Regions from separate parts of the Mus musculus genome. Here regions 1 and 2 are each linked to region 3. The links are chromatin contacts, called in public HiChIP or PLAC-seq and promoter capture Hi-C maps. All regions are on one chromosome and are shown on one strand. Each heading gives the region's core, a stretch centred on a gene start, on an enhancer-like site or on the middle of the called end of the contact. The rest is flanking DNA. Distances are from core to core; before and after follow the strand shown. Region 1 overlaps Nomo1 (nodal modulator 1). Region 2 holds the start of Rasip1 (Ras interacting protein 1). Region 3 holds the start of Cyth2 (cytohesin 2).

The links. Promoter capture Hi-C pulls out the DNA fragments that hold promoters and counts their contacts. HiChIP or PLAC-seq counts read pairs in DNA pulled down with a chosen protein or histone mark.
Region 1: a promoter capture Hi-C map of hematopoietic stem and progenitor cells shows a contact between it and region 3, with 2.4 times the contacts expected there. The contact joins the enhancer-like site here to the promoter of Cyth2 in region 3. A contact is called at or near these places in 4 of 39 promoter capture datasets (the C10 cell line, embryonic stem cells, hematopoietic stem and progenitor cells and 1 more), 1 of 115 datasets of contacts at active chromatin or transcription factors (memory CD8 T cells) and 2 of 9 other capture datasets (adipose tissue and pancreatic islet).
Region 2: an H3K27ac HiChIP or PLAC-seq map of microglia shows a contact between it and region 3, with 4 times the contacts expected there. The contact joins the promoter of Rasip1 here to the promoter of Cyth2 in region 3. A contact is called at or near these places in 4 of 39 promoter capture datasets (cranial neural crest, liver, neural stem cells and 1 more), 3 of 484 Hi-C or Micro-C datasets (Th1 cells, embryonic stem cells and extraembryonic endoderm stem cells), 3 of 115 datasets of contacts at active chromatin or transcription factors (effector CD8 T cells, memory CD8 T cells and microglia) and 2 of 9 other capture datasets (adipose tissue and liver).

What each region holds. Positions count from the first base shown.
Region 1 is chr7:46,057,144-46,059,843 of GRCm38.p6, forward strand. Nomo1 (nodal modulator 1) reads left to right here. Exons shown (of 31, transcript NM_153057.4): 14 at 1-65; 15 at 1,273-1,409. Among named protein-coding and RNA genes, the nearest start is that of Gm39010, 17 kb to the left of the region's middle. Within about 2 kb of position 1,373, at least 108 of the 459 cell types and tissues checked have an H3K27ac peak or open chromatin away from gene starts, as enhancers often do. A contact at or near this core is called in hematopoietic stem and progenitor cells and memory CD8 T cells, where this site is marked.
Region 2 is chr7:45,626,191-45,628,890 of GRCm38.p6, forward strand. Rasip1 (Ras interacting protein 1) reads left to right here and starts at 1,347. Exons shown (of 12, transcript NM_028544.1): 1 at 1,347-1,400; 2 at 1,576-1,716; 3 at 2,224-2,700. The coding sequence starts at 1,580. It overlaps Izumo1 (izumo sperm-egg fusion 1), which reads left to right. Exons shown (of 10, transcript NM_001018013.1): 9 at 1-91; 10 at 838-1,052. The coding sequence ends at 1,018.
Region 3 is chr7:45,813,020-45,815,735 of GRCm38.p6, forward strand. It overlaps Cyth2 (cytohesin 2), which reads right to left and starts at 1,297. Exons shown (of 13, transcript NM_011181.3): 1 at 1,079-1,297; 2 at 1-137. The coding sequence starts at 1,097.

The DNA.
Region 1 (2,700 bases), core at 123-2,622, 240 kb after region 3:
GCTCTCAGGCAAAGTCAACTCCATGACTTTCACCTTTGACAAAGTTCTGCCTGGGAGATACAAAAGTAAGATGGGGCCTGATACTCTCAGGAGCTCGCTCTCCCAAGCCTGCTCCTCTGTGGGCTTACTGTAGGCCTCTCCTAGGGAACTCTGTCCCAGGACCTTACCTGCCAAGTTAGCTCCTTTGTCACAGAGGTTCTGCCCTGCATGTGCTCTGGGACGGTGCCTGGCAAAAACTGTTTTATTTCTAAATGCCAGAAGGAGCACGATAGTTCTGTTCTCATGTCTGCCACTTAGGCCTAGCTAGAGTGACCTTGCCCAGTCATTCTTTCTCCTCCCCTGACCGATACCTTACCCTTGAAACGGTACAGTGGCCTTTCTCAAGGAGAGACTAAGAGGCAGAGCACAGGGCCTGGTCGGCAGGGCAGGGCCCCACGCTGGTGCCCTTCCTGCCCTCGGTAAGCCAGCTCTTGCCTCTGTTTTGAAGAGCAGCTTGCAGCTGGTGGCAGGGACTAGACTTCTACCTAGTGAGGTAGACTTTTCTCTTGGGGGCTTGTGTTTCTCTGTCTCAGAAAGAGCTGGCTGCCTGTTTCTTTAGTTTCACAGAGTCCTGACGTGCCCATGAGCTCGTATGACTGTTGCTGCTCACAGTTCCCTGGCAGAGTCCAGAAGCCCAGACCCGCAAAGCTGACTAGAATCCGGGTGCCGGGCGGGCGGAGGAGGGAGAGTCTTTTGAGTCAAGGAGTTTGAAATTTGCCAAAACAACAACAAAAGTCAGACAATTTACAAAAAGTGTAGCGGCCCATGAATATCTTGTAACCTGGCATCTTCTGCCTAGATGGATTTCCTTATTTGTGGTGACAGTGGCCACTGATGTCAGTTTTTCTTTGGCAGCGACCTGCCCTGAACATTGCTTCCTGCTTAGGTATTTTTATGTAAAGTGTATTTTCTTTTTAGACAGGGTACTGAGCTGAGGAAGCGGGGCCTCCAGGGCTTGACGCTCGGGCTAAGCACTCAGAAACTTGTAGGGTTTGCGATGGCGGTCAAGTGAGGTCCTCCGGTCTCTCTACAGATACCTGCGGTGACAGGCTGGCTTTGAACTCTTAATCCTTGTACTTCAGCCTTCAGAGTACTAGGATTAAAGTGCACAATTCTGTGTTTAGTACATGTGTACTCCTCTGCAGCTAGCTAGCAGGTCCCCAGTTGCTCAGTGCTGCAGGCCCCTAGTTGCCCGGCACCGTGAGGCCCCAGCCCCATGTGTTGGCTTTGCAGTAAGCATCATGCATGAGGACTGGTGCTGGAGGAACAAGAGTCTGGAAGTGGAAGTGCTGGAGGACGACGTGTCTGCGGTGGAGTTCAGGCAGACCGGTTACATGCTGCGCTGCGCACTCTCACACGCCATCACTCTGGTATGTGCTGCTTCTGAGGGACCTCAGAGAGAGTGCCCAGCGGGGCGGGCAAGACAGCTCAGCCTCAGAGAGAGGGCCCAGCGGGGCAGGCAAGACGGCTCAGCCTCAGAGAGAGTGCCCAGCGGGGCGGGCAAGACGGCTCAGCCTCAGAGAGAGTGCCCAGCGGGGCGGGCAAGACGGCTCAGCCTCAAATCCTGCAAGTTACCCTCTGGTCTACACACACACACACACACACACACACACACACACACACAGAGAGAGAGAGAGAGAATGAGAGAGAGAGAGAGAGAGAGAGGGAGAGAGAGAGAGAGAGAGAGAAGTAAATGGCTTATAGCAATTGCTGGAGCCTGGCACAGCAAGAGTGTAATGACAGTTAAGCCAAGTTCCCTTTTCTACCCTGGGTTCCCACCTGCCAGGGAAGGCATCCTCAGCCTGCAGTGTTACAGGTCCTCCTCAGCCCGTGGGCAGCTGGGCAGCTCGGTGTGGTGCGGTGCGGCTGCGTGGTCTTGTCTCTTCCTGCCGCGTTGGGATCACAGTGCCCGCTCCTCAGGCTGTGGGAGGTCAGCAAGCTGTGCTGTGTGTAGCATTTCTGTGGTGTGCCCAGTACACTGTTGACTAGTGCAGCTGAGTTCTCTAGGCTGCTTCCTGTGGGCAGAGCGCACTCACTCGCTTCTTCTCTTGTTTTCCTTTTATTTTCGTTTTGCAGTTCTGTGGACCAAACCCAGGGTTTCAGACATGCTGGGCCAACGGTTACTGCTGAGTTGTATGTCTGGTCCTTAAACCATTTTTAAAGTTATTATTATTTTGTTGTTGTTGTTTTTTGGTTTTTGTTTTGTTTGTTTGTTTTTGAGATCAGCTTTCTCTATTATGTAGCCCTGATTGTCCTGGAACTCACCATGTAGACCAGGCTGGCTCAAAACTTAGCAGATCCAAATGCCTTGCCCTCCCTAGTGCTGGGATTAAAGAGGGCGGAACCGCAGCTGGCCTAGATTATTGTTTTTTTTTCTTTTGTGTATGTGGGTGTTGTGCCTATGTGTGTCTGTATTACCTGTGTGCTGTGTTTGTGGAAGCCAGATGTGGGCATGGATCCTCTAGGGCTGGAGTTACTAATGGCTGTGAGTCTCCACGGAGGAATCAGAACCAGGTTCTCGGGAAGAGCAGCCAGTGCTCTTAACTGCCCAGCCCCCTCCCACCTTTTCTCTTTCTGGTTTTGAGGCTGAGTTGTGCTGCATTGCCCAGGCTGGCCTCGCACTTTCTGTCGCCCGCTTCCCTCAGTGGAGTGCAGGCCAGT
Region 2 (2,700 bases), core at 97-2,596, 190 kb before region 3:
TCGCTCAAAATCCAGAGAAAAAAATGAAAACTCGCCTCTTAATACTGTTGACCCTTGGCTTTGTGGTTCTTGTGGCCAGCATCATTATCTCGTGAGCTGTTCACCAGGAAATTTAAAGGGAGGGTGGGCCTTAGATAAAGTGGACTTGGGTGAAGGGAAGAGACGCAGGTGCAGTGGAGGAAAAGCAGGAATGAGACAAGCTTTGAAAGGAGCATGTCTTTTTTTTTTCCATTTTTTTATTAGGTATTTAGCTCATTTACATTTCCAATGCTATACCAAAAGTCCCCCATACCCACCCACCCCCACTCCCCTACCCACCCCCTCCCCCTTTTTGGCCCTGGCATTCCCCTGTACTGGGGCATATAAAGTTTGTGTGTCCAATGGGCCGGAGCATGTCTTGATAGAGGACTTGGGGGTCTGGGTAAGAGGGGGGCTTGAAGACAGAGGCAGGCTTGATGGAAGGAAGGGAGCTGGCGGAGAGGAGGGGCTTGGTGGAGGGGAGTGGCTTGATGGAGGAGTGTAGTCTTGGCTATGGAGAGATTTTATAGAAGGGTGCAGACAAGGGCTTGGATGGACGGATGGATGGATGGAAAGGAAACGGCCTTGTGGAGGGAAGTGATTTGGAGTGGGTCGGGCCTGGGTGGAGGGAGGGCATCCTACAATCCAGTGCTGGCAACAGGACAGGAAGCTACTGGGCACTTTCCTTTGGGGCTCACTTAGGAGGACAAGGCTTATATAAACTGTTAAGTTAGGCTTGGGGGGGGGCGGTTCAGGAAAGTGTGTACTTCACTCAACCTGTGACCTAATGTGGTTCTGTGCACCTATGTCCTGCCCCAGGGTACTTCACTTTAGGAAAGTCAGCGCTAAATTGAAGAATGCAAGTGACGAAGTCAAACCCACCGCGTCAGGATCCAAGTCAGATCAGAGTTTGTCCCAACAGATGGGATTGAAGAAGGCCTCTCAGGCAGATTTTAACTCTGACTACTCTGGAGATAAGAGCGAGGCAACAGAAAACTAATAAAGATTTGTATTTGACTTACTTTTGGGGACTGGTTCTGACTTCTGGCTCCAAGAGAGGAGATCTGGATGTGCCCTCCCCCGCCATCTGAGGGAGTTGTAGCTGGAACATGGGACCTCCCTTTCTAGGTGGCCCATGAGTGAGTGGTGGGCCCAGAATCAAGGCGCAGGCCAGGGCCAGCCCTGCCTCATCTCCTCCCCCAGGCCTGGTCTCCTCACAGGACGCCCCCTCCCCGCTCTTCCTGCCGGGTTTCCTCTTGCCTTTTCCTGTCCCCCACCCAGTGCTGGGAGCTTGGGCAGAGGAAAACACTTTACAGAGGGACTGGGACTTAACGGAGGCCAACAGCACCAGGGCCTCCGGGTGCTACGGGACCCGAAGCAGGGTAAGAGCCACAACAGTGACTCCACCCATCCTGGGACCTAGGAGCTCATTTCTTTGCCCCTCTTACTCCCTGGGATTCAGGAACCAGAACTGATTCTCTCTTCCGTAGCTCCCCACTCTACCCCACCCCACCCGACTGTGGCCTTAGGACTTGGGGCCTTCCCCTCTTCCCTTAGGGCCATGCTATCTGGTGAACGAAAGGAGGGCGGAAGCCCCCGCTTCGGGAAGCTCCATCTTCCAGTGGGCCTGTGGATCAATTCCCCAAGGAAACAGCTCGCCAAACTGGGGCGGCGCTGGCCCAGCGCTGCCTCTGTCAAGTAAGTGGTCAACCTCTATGGTATGCCTGCCATTTGTCCCTGTTTATCACTGGGTCATGCCAGCGACCCTACAAAAGTGGGCAGTGGTTCCTGTCCTAAATAGACAAGCGAGCTGGGGGGTGACAGTGGAACACAGTGACGTCGAGGCACAGGGAGAGAAGAAGTGGGCACTGGGATGGAACGCAGTACACATCCCCTCTCTCTGTTCACCTATTTCTTACCAAGGGTCATATCTTTATTAATTTTATTACCTATCTCTCTTATCTCCATTCTTCCCACCGCACACCACCATCTTGGTTTTCTGCTCCCATCCCTTTGTCCCTTTTCTTTGGTTCTTTGTCTCTGACTCTTGAGTTTCTGTCCCTCCCCCTTTCTCGGTTTCTCTGTGTCTTTGGCCCCTCTTTCTGGGCACTATCTCTGGGTGTCTCTCTGTGTCTCTGTCTCTCTCTGTGTCTCTGTCTCTGATTCTCTCTTCTGTGTCCTCTCTGCCCACTTCTTTCTCCTCAGGTCCTCGTCCTCCGACACGGGGAGCCGAAGCAGCGAGCCCCTGCCGCCGCCGCCGCCGCCGCCGCACGTGGAGCTGCGGCGCGTAGGTGCGGTGAAGGCGGCGGGGGGAGCGTCGGGCAGCCGAGCCAAGCGCATCTCGCAGCTGTTTCGGGGCTCAGGGGCCGGCGGCGCCGGGGGTCCTGGCACGCCTGGGGGCGCGCAGCGCTGGGCCAGCGAGAAGAAGCTGCCTGAACTGGCGGCGGGTGTAGCTCCGGAGCCCCCGTTGCCCACGCGTGCCGCGGTGCCCCCGGGAGTGCTCAAGATCTTCGCTTCTGGGCTGGCGTCGGGCGCCAACTACAAGAGCGTGCTGGCTACGGAGCGATCCACCGCGCGCGAGCTGGTGGCGGAGGCGCTGGAGCGCTACGGGCTGACGGGCGGCCGCGGAGCGGGCGACAGCGGCTGCGTGGACGCCTACGCGCTTTGCGACGCTCTGGGCCG
Region 3 (2,716 bases), core at 47-2,546:
GGCCTCCAGACCCTCCACCTCGCTCATAGCTTCACTTAGCTCTTCTCGCAGGCGCTGGATCTCCACCAGCAGCTCCTGCTTGCGCCGCCGGATGTTCTCCAACTCCATGCGCTCCTCTGGAGTCAAGTCTGGGGGCTCTGGGGACCAGGGTCAAGAAATTAGTTCTGGGGGTCAGGACTCCTGCATCCTGAGAAAGGATTTGGGCTGGGGGCCTGGATTCCTGTCCAGAAGAGGAATGGGTACCAGAAGTCTGAGGAGAGGGAGTAAAACTGAGTCCTGAGTTTGTGTCAGAAGTGCCTAGGAATCCCAGCTCATAGGTCTGAGGATGAATTTCTGGGCCAATTACTTGAAAGGCAACCAGTCCCTGGGATTCTGGACCCATCACCACAATTAGAAACTCCTGAGTCTGAATTTTAGATGCTTTATTTGGAAGCCCTGGCTCCTTGGTCCCAACACAGTAGAACAGGATGCTTGGATATTGGAAACATTACTTGGAAGGACACAGGGCCTTGGACTCATGGCTTCATCATCAAAAGGGCTTTGGGGTCCTAGATCTCGGATGCAAATCTTGGAAAGACACCAGGACTCTGGCTTCTGGATCCACCACTGTAGGGATCCTAGCATGAACCTGGGGTGCATTTCTCGTAAGGGGGCCAGATTCTGGCTCCATCATGATGGGAAAGTTGGGGGTCCTGAATCTTGGGTGCATTTCTTGGAAAAGAAACGAGGTTCTGGTTCCGCCATAGCGGACAACGTGGCCTGGATCTGGGGTACACAGTAGAAACAAGCTACGGCAGCAGGACCCTGGGTCAGGGTCGGAAAGGACGGCGTTAAGCCTAGGTCCGCAGGAAGAAAGCCAGGCCGCCGCTCCCGCGGGTGTACGCCCCGCCCCGCTGCGCGCCCCGCCCCGCCCGCCGTCGCCGGAAGCGGGCTCGGCCCAAACAATGGCCCGGGACCCCCGGCTCTCGACCGCGCCGGAAGCCCGTCCCGCGCGCTGAAAGAAGCCTCGCCACTGCCCTGCTGTCCGCGGCGGGGCTCGGGAGCCGCTCCGCCCGCCCGCCCGCCTCGCCCGGCCTACCGTAGACACCGTCCTCCATGGCGGCTAGGAAGGCCCGCGGGGAGTCCGGGGCGGTTCCGCCGGCTGGGCCTGCGTCCGCGTCGGCCCGCGGGCTCGAGTGAGCCCGCTCAAACGCCCCAGGAGCCACCGCCGCCTCCTCAGCGCCCGTCCTCAGCGCCGAAAAGACTCTCCCTTCACGGCCCAACCGCCCGGCCGGTGGGGCCCGCCCCTTGCTTTGACACCACCCAATCTGCTGCGGGTCTCCCAGAATGCTCCGCCCCCTAGCCCCACAGGATCATTTCCAGGACCAATAGGCACACAAGAAGGAGATGCAGGCACGTACAGCTGGCGATAGACTGCTAGCCTGACCAATCGGACTGTGGGTAGTGTGCTCGGTCCCGCCCCCGAAACAAAGGAAAATCCTTGGCAGCTTTATCCTCCAATAAGAAAATTGATAAAGAAGTGACCAGGAGGTGTGGCTTCATGGAGAGGGGAGATTGCGCCTGCGCACAAGCCAGACTAGCGGTACTTAACCCTCCACCCCCCCCCAACAGGCATTCGTTGTTAGGGGGCGGTGCTTTGTTAGTTTTGTTGTCAAGGGCGGGGTCTCAACCTTGGGTTGCAGCTCGAGCCACACCTCCTGGCCCTCCACGCTAGCTTTTGACCGCAGTGGTTGCCAAGCAACTGCGAGCCACACAGGTCGGTCTTTTTGCCTCCTTTCTCAGGGTAATTCTCTGCAGGTCGCTATCTCTGAACCCTTTTCATACCTCTACATGAGACTTTCCTACATACCTCAAATCTCCTCAGAATCAAAGGATGGTAAATAAAAGCATTCTTTCTTCCAAATGTTATGGTATTGGGTACCGTGAATGCGCGGTGACTCTTCCTCCTAAACTCTCCCTCTTAGCTTCCTCTTCCTAAAATCCTGCCTTCCCCAGGCATTCTCCCAAGACACCCCTTTTTCCTCAGAATCTTCTGCCTGGCACTCTGTCAACTCTCCAAGACCCTGTGCTTAAAGTCCTCCTTCCACCCAACCTTTTCAGTTCCCACACTCCTGCCCCCCCCCCTTTTTTTTTTCTTTTCGAGACAGGGTTTCTCTGTCCTGGAATTCACCCTGTAGACCAGGCTGCCCTCGAACTCAGAAGTCCTCCTACTTCTGCCTCCTAAATGCTGGGATTAAAAGGCGTGCGCTACCACTGCTCGGCTCACTGCTCTTCTTAAACTCATTCCTCCACACATTATTCTCCTCTTTACAGGGAAAGCAGTGAGGGGCCTGTGTGATGGGGAACTCCGGCACACTTGTAAATCCCAGGCCCATGATGGGGCTTCCAGGTCTTGTCCTCATTTGTGTCCCTGAGCTGCTCAGGTGGGGGCGGATTCTGGGCCAGGACTTGGGTAAGCCTCTGGATTAGTCACGGAGCCTCCTAATCCCCTCTGTGACCTTTACGACTGGCGTGACCCATGCCTTCTCTTCTGGAGACCCTGGGTACACCAGTTCTACCCAGTTCTCTCTTTTCATTAGAATCCCATGTCCCTGCCTGTTCAGCCCAACCAACTTAGCATCCTTCTCCGCCATGGTCTCCTTTGTTCCCAGTCCCTGCCCTGGACTTGGAGGTGGGAGAGCTGCCAGCTAATTAATCCTGTCCGGTTATTAACTGG